2 separate regions of the Rattus norvegicus genome follow, and region 2 is linked to region 1. A link is a contact called in public Hi-C data. All regions are on one chromosome and are shown on one strand. The core of a region is the stretch at or near the end of the contact, and the rest is flanking DNA. Distances in the headings are between cores, read along the strand shown.

The links. Hi-C and Micro-C count contacts between places; a contact is called where the count stands out from the background.
Region 2: a contact with region 1 is called in a Hi-C map of liver, with 5 times the contacts expected there. The contact joins the promoter of Marchf3 here to the enhancer-like site in region 1. A contact is called at or near these places in 2 of 12 Hi-C or Micro-C datasets (hepatocytes and liver).

The regions. Positions count from the first base shown.
Region 1 is chr18:52,453,871-52,460,081 of GRCr8, reverse strand. The region is part of intron 3 of Marchf3 (membrane associated ring-CH-type finger 3); the gene reads left to right. Among named protein-coding and RNA genes, the nearest start is that of Lmnb1, 83 kb to the right of the region's middle. Within about 2 kb of position 4,446, at least 10 of the 93 cell types and tissues checked have an H3K27ac peak or open chromatin away from gene starts, as enhancers often do. A contact at or near this core is called in hepatocytes and liver, where this site is marked.
Region 2 is chr18:52,584,733-52,590,541 of GRCr8, reverse strand. Marchf3 (membrane associated ring-CH-type finger 3) reads left to right here and starts at 3,245. Exons shown (of 5, transcript NM_001007759.1): 1 at 3,245-3,429.

The DNA.
Region 1 (6,211 bases), core at 3,197-5,696:
GCTTTGCATATTGGCTCCTCCACCATCTGACCCTGAACAGGCAAGGCTTAGCTTTCTATCTGGAATGGGAATAATGACACCAACTAACATCATTACATTCAGGAAAATGCTCAAACATGCACGTGAGAAACACTCAATGCGTATTTCTGGTTAAACTAGAGCTGTTTCATTTTTAAATGGATATTTGCTATTGTGGACTTCTCAATTATTTCAAGGTAGTCTCCTCAAAAGAGATATTGAGAGACAGAATAATTGTAACCCAATGAGTACAAAGAACCTTGAATAATTTTGCTGGGTTTCTCGCGCTATTTCATTACCTGTCGAGAAGAAATGACATGGTCATTTTCATCTTAGAAAATCTTAAATAGAAACTACAGGTTTTCCATCTTATAATAACAACAGAAGTAGCTGTTTCGGAAATCAAGTGAAATATTCGATATATGGTTGTCTTTAATCTAGACTAAAAGCAATGAACTTGATGATTTGATGTTTGCACACAACAAAATACTTTTCTTTCCAGTCAATCTAATTAGTCTAACTAATACCATAGGATCATTCCTGGTCAGGGCTGCCGACTGCCTCTTTATTGGTTCATTTTCACTGTCTACGATGTCTCAGTGCTGCTTCCAGGTCAAGCCATGTATAATAAACAAGAACAAAGTCCCTGGGGCCAGGAGAAGGCTCAGTGGTTCAGAACACCTGCTGCTCTTTCAGAGGACCCAGGGTTCAGTTTGCAGCATCCACACAATGGCTTACAACCATCCATAACTCCAGTTCCAGGGGATCCACCCTCTGCTCTGTGGGCACCAGGCACACTCATGATCTGTATACACGCACTCAGGCAAAGACTCGCACACGTAAACTAAAAAGGAGCTTTTCCGTTTTGGCTTGGGGCGAGGGGCTTCTAAAACAGCATTTTTCCCTATAGCCTTGACTGTCCTGGCACTCGCTCTCTAGGAGCTAGGCTCCAACTCAGAGATCTGACTGCTTCTGCCTTCCGAGACCTAGGATTAAAGGCATGTACACCATGCCAGCCTTAAAATAAAGAGGACAAGGGGGAAAGGGAGGGCAGAAGAAGAAGAGGGAGGAGGAGGGGGAGAAAGAGGAAAAAGAAGGAGGGGGAGAAGAAACAAGCTCTGGTATTTTTGGAAGGTTTTTTTTCTCATCACTTTGAGTCTCTTTTTTTTCCTCATATTACTTATAGGCCTTTTGCGTATATATTACAATTTCTAGTTTTGTGTTTTTATGGGATTTCCGTGTGTGTGTGTGTGTGTGTGTGTGTGTGTGTGTGTGTGTGTGTGTGTTTGTGTGTGTTTGTGTGTGTGGTTTTTCTTTGGCTCTTTTTTTTTCTATTTGTTTGTTTTATCCTGTTCTGGTTTGTTTGTTCTTTATTTTAGTTTAGTTTTTAGATGCCGGTTTGTTTTCTAATGAGAAAAAGAAAGGGTGTGGATTTGGGTGGAGGGGGAGATAGAGAAGATCTGGGAGGAGTTGAAGGAGATAAAACTTTAATCAGAATATATTGTATGAAGAAAATCTATCTTCGATTTTTTAAAAAAGGAAAAATTACTAGGGTATTGCTAGGATAACACTGTAACTAAATAAAGAGAAGGAGAATTAGCCTCTTCTAGAGATGAGCCCCAATTGGTTATCCAGCACAAAGTAATCACATCTGCCCAAGCCATACCAAATGTAGTCAGCACTTGGCTTGTATGTGTGTGTATGTGTGCGTGTGCGTGTGTGTGTGTATGCGTGCGTGTATGTGTATGTGTGTGTATGTGTGTATGTGTGTATGTGTGTGTGCACGTGCGTGTGTACGTGTGTGTGCATGTGTGTGTGCGCGCGCGTGTGTGTGTGCATGTGTGTGTGCGTGTGTGTGTGTGTCTGTGTGTGTGTGTCTGTGTGTGTGTGTGATATGTTGTTGTGTTATGTAACAATATAAATGTCTTCAAGGAGGTTTTACTGCAATGGATAGCAACAAATGAATCAGTAACAAAGAAATGATGCTTCTTTCTGACAGTCATTCTGTGCCCTGTAGAAAATATGCCAGCTGTTCACAGATGTATGTTTGTGGTATGCATGTGTGTGCGTGTGAACGTGTATGGGATGGGGAGGAACAGAACCGAACACCAGGTGCCTTCCTCTACCGCTGTCCCCACTGTGTTTGTACAGAAGGGTCTCTTCACTCACCCTGGAGCTCACTGATTGGATTGACAGTCTGCCCAGTAAGTCCCTGGAATCCTCCTGTCTCTGCCTCCTGTCCTTCCCTTCCCCATCAAGCTTTAGGGTGACAGGAGCACATACCATGCCCAGCTTTTACAGGGGCACTGGGGATCCCAAATCAAGTCTTCCTGCTTGCATAGCAGGTGCTTTGCTACTGAGCGCTCTCCCTGACCTGTAAGCATTTTCAGCGAGCAGAGGCCTTTGAGCTAGGAGTTAAGTGACGAGGAGTTAACCATTCAGTAACGGGTGAAGTCCGTTCTCTGAAGGGGAAGCTAGTGGGAGACACAGTCAGAACAGTGGGATGGGGTGAGGTCTGACCCTGTATTTCCCAGCAGGGTGGATTTTATTAGAACTGCTGGGGAGTTGAGAATGAGTGTGTTTGGTATTTCTAGATGACGATGACTGCTGTTTCTGACTGGGCTGTGAGGCGGCAGAGAGGGACCGGGAGTTATCATCTCCAGACATAATAGGGACCCAGGCTGACCTGGCAGCAGTGAGAATGGGATGAAGTGCCCAGACCGAAGCTGTCAGTTTGAGATAGTACTGGTACGGAGGAGCCACAAGAGCAGGGTAAGACACGGAAAGGAGACAGGCTCGTGAGTGAGTACGATAGCAGAGTTGTCATTTACTGATAAAGAGATTTGGAAATAAAGGCTTGGGCTGCTTCTGTTAGACGGATGACATTTGAGTTGTCTGTTAGTCATCTCAGTGGTGATGTGGAGTGGGGCGTTGGATGTGTACAGCTAGAGCTATGGAAGGAGGCCCAGGCTTGAGCAATCGTCTGATAAGTTCTGACTTCCAGCCTGGCTGCATGGGCATCCACAGTGAGCATCTCCTTAGCTTCCCTGGAGTCAGACTTTCCCTCTGCCCAGCTCCAGCTGACCTGGAAGTGCATGCAGGGACAGCACGGGGATTCAGGGACTCAAACACTGGTAGCAGTGTGTGGTCTGCTTTGCTTCAGGCAAGGAAAAAGCATGGTATTCAGGTCTTATCTCCAGTTTTTTTTTTAAGGCTTTTTTTTTTATTATTATTAACTTGAGTATTTCTTATATACATTTCGAGTGTTATTCCCTTTCCCGGTTTCCGGGCAAACATCCCCCTCCCCCCTCCCCTTCCTTATGGGTGTTCCCCTCCCAACCCCCCCCCCATTGCCGCCCTCCCCCCAACAGTCAGGTTCACTGGGGTTATCTCCAGTTTTTAAACATGCAAAGGGTCTGACACCTCCTTTCGTCACACTGCCCCCTCCATGTTCCAGCTCCACAGACAAATCAAGGCAGTTCAGCCTAGAACGTGTGCACTTCTAAAGTAAGAACTCTCCCAAGAAGCTCAAGTTGATTAGTAATTCTCCCAAGGACCAAGCGAGCAGGGCACATTCAGACAAGAACCCAGAATGAGTGCATACTGAAACCTGGCCTTCTCTGCCTCAATTCCAGCTCTGAAACATGTGTGTGTCCTTCTCCAAGTTTCTTTCATTCTCATGATGGCTTCCAATTAAGGAGATTTGTGGGAGGAATGTAATTGATGGAAAGTTTTTGCCACCAAAATCTGGTTCTGGTACAAAGTCACCTACAAAGTATTCTTCCTAGCTTGGGGACTTAACCTTGGCCTCTCAAGGCAGAGTCTACTATCCCCTCATACCCACCCTTCAGTGAAGGACTGTGCTGGCCGGACTTGTGTCAGCTTGACACACAGACTAGAGTTATCTGAAAGGAGGGAACCTCAATTGAGACAATACCGCCATAAAACCTGGCTGTAAGGCTTACTTAGTGATGAGGGCCCAGCCCATTGTGGGTAATGCTGCTCCTGGCTGGGTAGTCCTGGATTCTGTAAGAAAACAGGCTGAGCAAGCCAGTGAGTGGTACCCTTCCACATCAGCTCCTGCCTCCAGGTTCCTGCTCTGAGTTCCAGTCCTGACTTCCTTCAGTGATGAACAGCAATGTGGAAGTGTAAGCCAGATAAACCCTTTCCTCCCCAACTTGCTTTTTGATCATGGGGTTTTGCTGCAGCAATAGAAGCCCTGACTAAGACTTAACGTAGTGACACTGTAATCAGGTTGAACCCACAGTATGCCCACCTCGGCGGTTCATCCCAGTCAGCCAGTGAGACCATTCACTGGTAGTAGCATGCCGCACTAACTCCCCAGTGTCTCAGGCCCTGCTCTGCTCATCACAGTTGGGTTTCTCCTCGGTTTGTTTGTCGGTTGAACTTAATTCCAAAAATAGATCAGCATCATGACTCAGGGACAAGTTAATGATTAAAATGAGATCCCCACAGAAAAGTAGGCAGCGCAGCTCACTGCTGGCTATTTCAACACAAAGATTTTAGTCTGCTTCCTGGGTTGGTTTGTCCACTTGTTTGCTTGTTTGGGCCTTTTGAGACAGGATCTCCCCTGGTAGGCCCTGCTGACTGCTGCCTCTCCAGTGCAGGGATTGGACGTGAGCCTTCCCAGCTGCCTGCCTCATTTCTTATGGCACCAGAAAAAACAAAGCAAGATGAATGCCCCAGCCCTGGGGGTGGGCCAGTCAGCTGAAAGATGCCATACAGATTAGTATCCTCCAGCACTGACCTTGGTCTTCAAAGGCAACCAACCACCAACCAAGTGTTAGCCGAAGAATAAGATTAAACTGGCCATTTAGCTGCAAACACTATCCACAGTGGCATGGTGGTGTCTCACACCAGGCCAAGCACCATGAACAGATACTGTTTATGCTGATAAGAACTGGTAAGTGTGAGCCCCCTCCTCTGTTCTCCCCCCTCTCATTTTTTGCTAAGGATGAAGATAGGAGAGAATGGTTATGAGCACACTCATTAGGGCTAGACCCGAGACAGAAGCCAGGGCCGCTCTTGTACGGCTTACCTTCTACAGAAATTATTGTATGGATTATTAGGTCACATAGAAGATAATCCTGGGCACATACAGTGAGGGCTCAAGAAACAAGTGTCATCCTTGCTTCAGCATGTGAACCGTGTGTGCCCTGTGTACAGCAAGCACTGTTGGGCACTGCTTGTGTAGATGAGGCCCAGCAGGAAAATCAAGGCCGCTTACACCTCCCTGGTGTTTGCTGCATACTTAGGCGATGAGGCACCACTGCAGAATGAGTGCCTCGCTGGGTGCAGGGTGAATGTAACTGAAGCAGAGGGCATACAGGAACCGGAAAAGCAAAGGCATTGCAACTGAGGTCAACCTTTGCCCATTGTGAATTAGGCCGATGAGCATGATAATGTTGCGGAGATTAAATGCCAAGAAACTGGTCCTTATTCTGGTTAGATAAAAGAATTAACATCCATCAAAGTAGTAGCCCAGGAAATTTTGTAGAATTACCATGATAACATCCCGGGCAACCATTCAGCAACTTGAAATATACTCCCCAAACCCCTGCTTTGCACATCCACAGAGCTGGCATGACTTACCATGTCTTGCCTAAGTTTTAAAACAACCTAGCATACACTTGTGCTCACCACCCAGTTACCATGTGGTGTAAAATACAAGTGTTGATAGAGAAAACAAGGAACAAAAAGTGGAGGCTAGTTTGAATCCCACCTCTGCCACTTGCTTGCTAGCTCTCCTTGGGTAGGTTACGAAACTCGCTCCTCCCCATGTCTGTCTCTGAGAAGTGGGGAATACCACAGGCTCTAGTTCACACTGGTGTTCTAAGGTAAGTGCTTTTACTGTGGTGCTGTGTACCAGCTAGACACCCACGTCCCCCTGTCTCTCTGTGTTTCTCTGTCTCTGTCTCTCTTTGTCTCTCTCTCTTGCTCTCTGTGTCTGTCTCTCTCTGTCTCTGTCTGTCTCTCTGTCTCTCTGTGTTTCTCTGTGTTTCTCTCTCTCTCTCTCTCTCTCTCTCTCTCTCTCTCTCTCTCTCTCCTCCCCTCCTCTCCCTTTCTCTCCTCCCTCCTTAAATATGAGTCTGTGTGTATAAATGTTCTATACAAAGCATGTGTAGATATAGCTCTATGGTCCATGTTCATTTCAGAAAAACAATATATTTCA
Region 2 (5,809 bases), core at 1,996-4,495, 130 kb before region 1:
GCGTCCGAGATGTGTGTGCAGGGAGCAGTCTCTTCTGGTTTCCCAGGCTTGTCTGCCTCTCTGAAGGTTTAGCTCTCCCTCCCACGGGATTTGGGTGCAGAGAACTGTTTATCCGGTCTGTTTCCTTCAGGGTCCGGCGGTGTCTCTGGCAGGGGTCCTGCCGCTCCCCCACGGGAGCCCAGAGGCCTTATACAGTTTCCTCTTGGGCCAGGGATGTGGGCAGGGGTGAGCAGTGTTGGTGGTCTCTTCCGCTCTGCAGCCTCAGGAGTGCCCACCTGACCAGGCGGTTGGGTCTCTCTCTCACCGGGTCTGGGAGCAGAGAGCTGCTGCGGGCCGGGATCCGCGGGTGTGGGACTTCCGGTAAACACAGAACGTGCCCGGTCCTAGAGAAATTCTGCTTCCGTGTGTCCCAAGCTCACCAGGCAGCTTTCTTGCAGCAGAAAATTTGGTCTTACCTGTGGTCCCGAGGCTCAGGTTCGCTCGTGGGGTGCTGCCCAGGGGCTCTCTGCAGCGGCAGCAACCAGGAAGCAATTTTTAATTTTTTAATACTACAACCGTGTGTGTGCATGTGCATGTGCACGTGTGCACTCTCACACACGCATCATGCTACACATGTGGAGGTAAGAAGTCAATTTGAGGGGAGTCAGTTCTATTCTCCTATGGGGAGCCCAGGGACAGATCTCAGGTATTCAGGCTTAGTAGCAAAATACTCTTTACTGTCTGAGCCAGCCAACCAGCCAAAAGATGGTTTTAAAATAACAATTAGCACCTGTGAAAAACCCTCCCAGGGTGTGATCATGATGAGCACTGATAGCCAACTTCTCTAGTTACATCATAAGTGTGAATGGAAAAAGTCCAAAGAAATACTCTTCTTCCATGGGCACATCCTGATTATCCCAGTCAAAGATGATGTTTCCTGACAGCCCTCAGCGAAGGGGCTTCCAGAGAATCGTGAAAGCAAACAGAAGAGCATGGGCTTAAAAGAGAGATTGAAATTCTCCTGCTTGCTGTAGTTTGGATCCAAGACACACAGGTTGGAGGATTGGTTCCCAGCCTGTGGCACTCTCAGGAGGTTGCGAACACTTTAGGAAGTAGGGCCCACTGAAAGGACACTGCAGTGTTTCCATCCGTCTCCCTTCTCTGCCAGGCCCCCTATACTTGGTTACCATTGAAGTGTGCAGTGGTGTTCTACCTAGGGCTTCCACCATGAAGCACCATGCTGCCATCGGCCCGAAGAGGTCAAGAGACCATGAACTCTAACTGTAAGCCAGGACAACACTTCCTTGGGTATTTTGTCTCAGGGAGGAAATCTGACTGATGTACCACTAGAACCAGGAGTAGTCTTCCGAACCTCCTTCTCTGATTCCTCCAGACCTGTCCTCACCCCAGTCCCACTCCGTCCCAGCATGAACAGAGATTCATATGTTCTCTTCGCTTTATCTACCTCTAAATTTTTGTAGGCAAAGCCGTTCCCCTTAGTCACTCCACAGCTTCAAGTGATTGTTGGAATTGAATCTTTCTTATCTGTACCAGTCTTTTGGTTCAGTAAGCAAGACAGAACTTAATGTGCAGGTTTGACATTACTAATTTTTACAGCTTGTTAAGGGCTATATGGGTCCCATTTTTCCCCTTCTGACAACAAGAGGCCTATGGACCTCTTTCCACAGAGTTAAACCAAACCCATGCCAGAGCTCACCTAAGAGTTGCAGCTTTCTCAGCTACTGGTGCTGTTTCATTCCTTGCCAGATGAAAGCTGGCCTTTTACCTTCCTTCTCCCTGGTGACCTCATCAGAGGCTTCTCCTGAGACATGAGCTATAAAGGAGAAAGTTGTGGAAGCCAGATGGCCATTGAAATTATACCTGCAGCTCTCTCACACATGAATAGTCATCTGTACTGAAAGACTACGTAGTTCCTTAGAGTTTCTCAGAGCTGAGACAGTGATCTGAAGTGCCTGGATTGGAAGCAAGAGTGTGGAGGTGGGGGACACGTGAGTGGCAGACCATCAGGAAGTTTGGCCCCTTTCCTATACTGTTGTGCATTCCTGTTAATACAAGTTGGATGCACAACAAGTACAGGTCTAGGCACAGATTGGATCTGCCTACCCTAAGAAGACAGTCTAGGACATGCTCATATTCTAAGCCTTAGTTAGACAGCAATACTCTTTGATTCGTGTGCGTGTGTGTGTGTGTGTGTGTGTGTGTGTGTGTGTGTATGTGTGTGTGTGTGTGTGTGTGGTGTAGTCTTAAAACCTGACTAAAAAGACTATTCTGGCAAGACTGAATGAAGCAGGGGAAAGCCAACAGTGGTCTAAAGGCTCCCAGTGCACTCCTAACTACCAGCTATGAGCCGCTTCATGCCTTCATCCTAATCAAGGTTTTCCAAAGGGGAGAGAGGGAAATGGAGAGTCCGACGGATCTGGCCTGCTCTGCGGTTTTCTGTCCAAGAAGACGGATAGTTTTGGCTTCTCGATATTCCTGGAGGACCAAGCAGACAGCCACAGAACCCACTGTGGCGGATGGGAAGTGCATGGGACGCCTTTGGGCATGAGAAGGCTTTTGCTAAAGGTCCCTAACCTTGTGGAAGGAAAAGGAGAGTCCTGCTTTGTACTTTCCCGGAGGTTGGCTGAGCCAGAGTTCTTGTTTCAAAGACAACCGCCAAATCGAGCTTAGAACCGTTTCCAGTGTAGTTGGACCCTTGAGACGCAGACTGTGTGAGTACTCAGAATCCTCCGGTGGCTGGGGCGCCTTTGGGGCCAAGTTCCTCGCTTCCTATTGGTATGAGGTACGAGTGTTGCTCTCCACAGCGTGCCCACTCGCGACGGCTCTGGGAACTCCTACAGTCTGTCAGCAAGAGCCTTTCCTGGTCGCAGCCTCGTTCCCGGGGCGTTCGGGTCCCACTGCATCAGACCACGCAGGAGCTGCCAGACGCCACCGCCGCCGCCGCCGCCACCGCACTTCACAACTGCCAACTTGCGGGCAGCTAGAGCGTCTCCGGGCCAACGCTCACCAGCAAGCGATTGGACACCGAGTAGGGGGCAGGACGACGCGCTATGCACCTCCCACAGCCTCCAAGGATCCTGGTGCCCTGACTATTGGCTATGGCCTCCGCCAGTCAAACACTAGTAGCCGCCCCGCCTTATAGGGGCTGGCTCAAGACTGGCCCCGCCCCAGGGCTCCGCCCCCTTCGGAGCCTAGTCAGCTCTGCGCGGTGTTCCGCCTCATTCGCTGAGCGGGTCCGTATATTGTCAGCGCGCTCTGGGCGACTGCTGAGCCAGGCGACCGCCGAGCTTGCGGCGATCCCCGTCAGGTGCCCAGTAAAGCCAATGCGCCCAGGTCCGGCGGGGCAAGAGCAGCCGGCGGTTCCGGGCAACTTGGGACTGAGGATCTGCAGCAGGGGCGTGGATTTGGCGTCTGGACTGGGCCAGGAGGGTGAGTGGCCGCGCCGTGAAAGCGGCTCCCCTGCGCCGTGTTGCCAGAGAGCCGAAGACCGCCTTGGTGCTGGTGGGTGGGAGCGTGGGGCTGTGGGAGGGCAAGGCAAGGCAGGGGACACTTACTCTCTGTCAGCGTCCGGGCTCCCGAACTTCTCATTTTCAAAGCATCCCAACTCGGCCCAGAACGTGACTATGCGTCGGAACCGACTTGGCGTTGGTGGTTGCCACCCTTAAGTCCCAGACGCGCCCCTGCCCCTCTGCGGCGGCGACACGACGCGCGGGGACACCTCGGTGCGCGCACAGCAGTTCCTAGATGGCTGCGAGTGGTTCCTAAACATTAACCGGCGCCCGAGCCGGCGTGCGCAGCAAGCGCTGGTCGCGTTCCGACTGAGAACTGGAGGGACCCGCTGGGGACAGTAGCAGGCCTCTTCCGTACTCTTGCTGATCCGACGAAAATGACAGCGGTGCTGAACGCTAAACTTTGGGAAGTAATTGCTTCCTGTCAGCCTTTGAATGTGCGCCCCTCTTCCTGGGTTGCTCAGATCTCCGCATCTGCCACCAGGTGTGTCTGAGGAACTTGGTTAGGACCAGCAGGGAGCCTAGAGGCGAACACCAGGCTGGGTGTTCTCAGCCTGGTTTGGTGGTGTTCCTTAAAGCACCTGCGTGTTTTTTAAGTGATGAAGTTGTAGCAAGAACTGACAACTGAGGATTCAAGGTTAGACCTGACACTTTGTGGCTAAGCGTGGGTTACATCCCCCCCACACACACACACCCTCCCTTTCCTCTTTCCTCTCGTAATAAATGCAGCTTGATTTTTCTGAGTGCAGTTGCATGCAGCTTATATTCTGTATGGACTAAATAGAATTCAGTGCAATATTGTCTTGCCATTCTTATTTGATATGAGTGAGAGCCTATTAAGAAGACTATGGAGAGTTAGCTCTGGTGTTGGGAATAGTTCTGTCTTTCAAAATATATAAAACGTTGATTTTTTTTATAGTAGCTGCGGATGTACAAGCGAATATATCTGAGGGTGTGTGTGTCTATGTGTGGGACTGATAGGGGCGTGAGGTAGAAATATATAGAGGATTAACTCAGCCTTGAACTTCCTCTGGATTGTAGAGATGAACCCTCTTAGCTATAAGGTATCTAATCCTGTATGTGTAAGCATATCTGAATCTAGTCTGGTCTGTCTGGGTCAGTATATGTCCGTGAACTTTACGAGCACTCAGTTCAATACCACTCAGTACAGATTCTGCGTTCCTGTTTTACAGCCCAGCCGCCGCCGCCAGCCAGCCCATCTGTTAAAACATAGCATGTACACTTCAGCCAGAACACTGGGGTGGATAGTGGGTAGGGGGCAACCCTTAGGAAAACAACCCGCTACAAACAAAGCCTTTCGCTTGACTTCTATTTTCATCTATTATTTTGGCCGGAACTTACAGTTTTAATGAGGGAGATGCAGGGAATGGTGCCTCTTAGAAGGGGGAGTGTATTTTCTGATATAATTGTACCCATAATTTGAGGAGGGGCAATTATAGAAGAAAAAACACAATCCCCGAGAGCGTTTTTAGTGATTCTTAGTTAACCTACAGCAAGGCTGATTTGCATCTTTGCAGTAACATGTATATCTCACAAACTGGTGGGTTTGGTTTTTTTGTTTGTTTGTTTGTTTGTTTGTTTGTTTGTTTGCTTCAGAGAATGCACTAAAAATAGTTTTGAGCACACACAGTTTAATAGAAGTAAATAGAACTTTATTGCCAAGGCTGAAGTTAAGATTGCGTTAGTAATCCTAATGAAGCACGCCTTTAGGAATTTATACCCTGGAATAAGTTCATATTTGGTCTAATCACTAGTAACAATGGCTCACAATGTGTAGTTTTAAAATAATAAAAAGGCTTTATCGTAAAATTTCTGATGACTAAAAAGGTATGGGAGGAGTATTATTATAACAGCTTGTTAAGTTCCTGCTGGCAAGTGACTGATACTTTAAAAAGCTATAAATTCCTTTAATAGTATAGTTACTTTTAATAACAATAGGGACAACACCTTCAAGAAGCACAGTTGATCTTTTCCACAATAATTCTATGTTCTTAATTACAATTTAATAGTGGTGTTCATTATAAACTGGGGTGGTTTTAAGAACCCATCATAAGTATTATCATTTTTATGTTACATAAACATTTGGAGGAAATGTGTAAATTCCTAATGTATATGTCTAAATTGATGAAGGGCACAAAAGGAAGATTACAGATCCTCCTGGCTTACATGAATCATTCAAATAAACTGAGTAGCCCCATGGGGATTCAGTCCTTGTCCTTCAATTCAGTTCTGGGACCCAGGATAGCTTAGGAATCTGCATTTTCAAGCACTCAAGACAA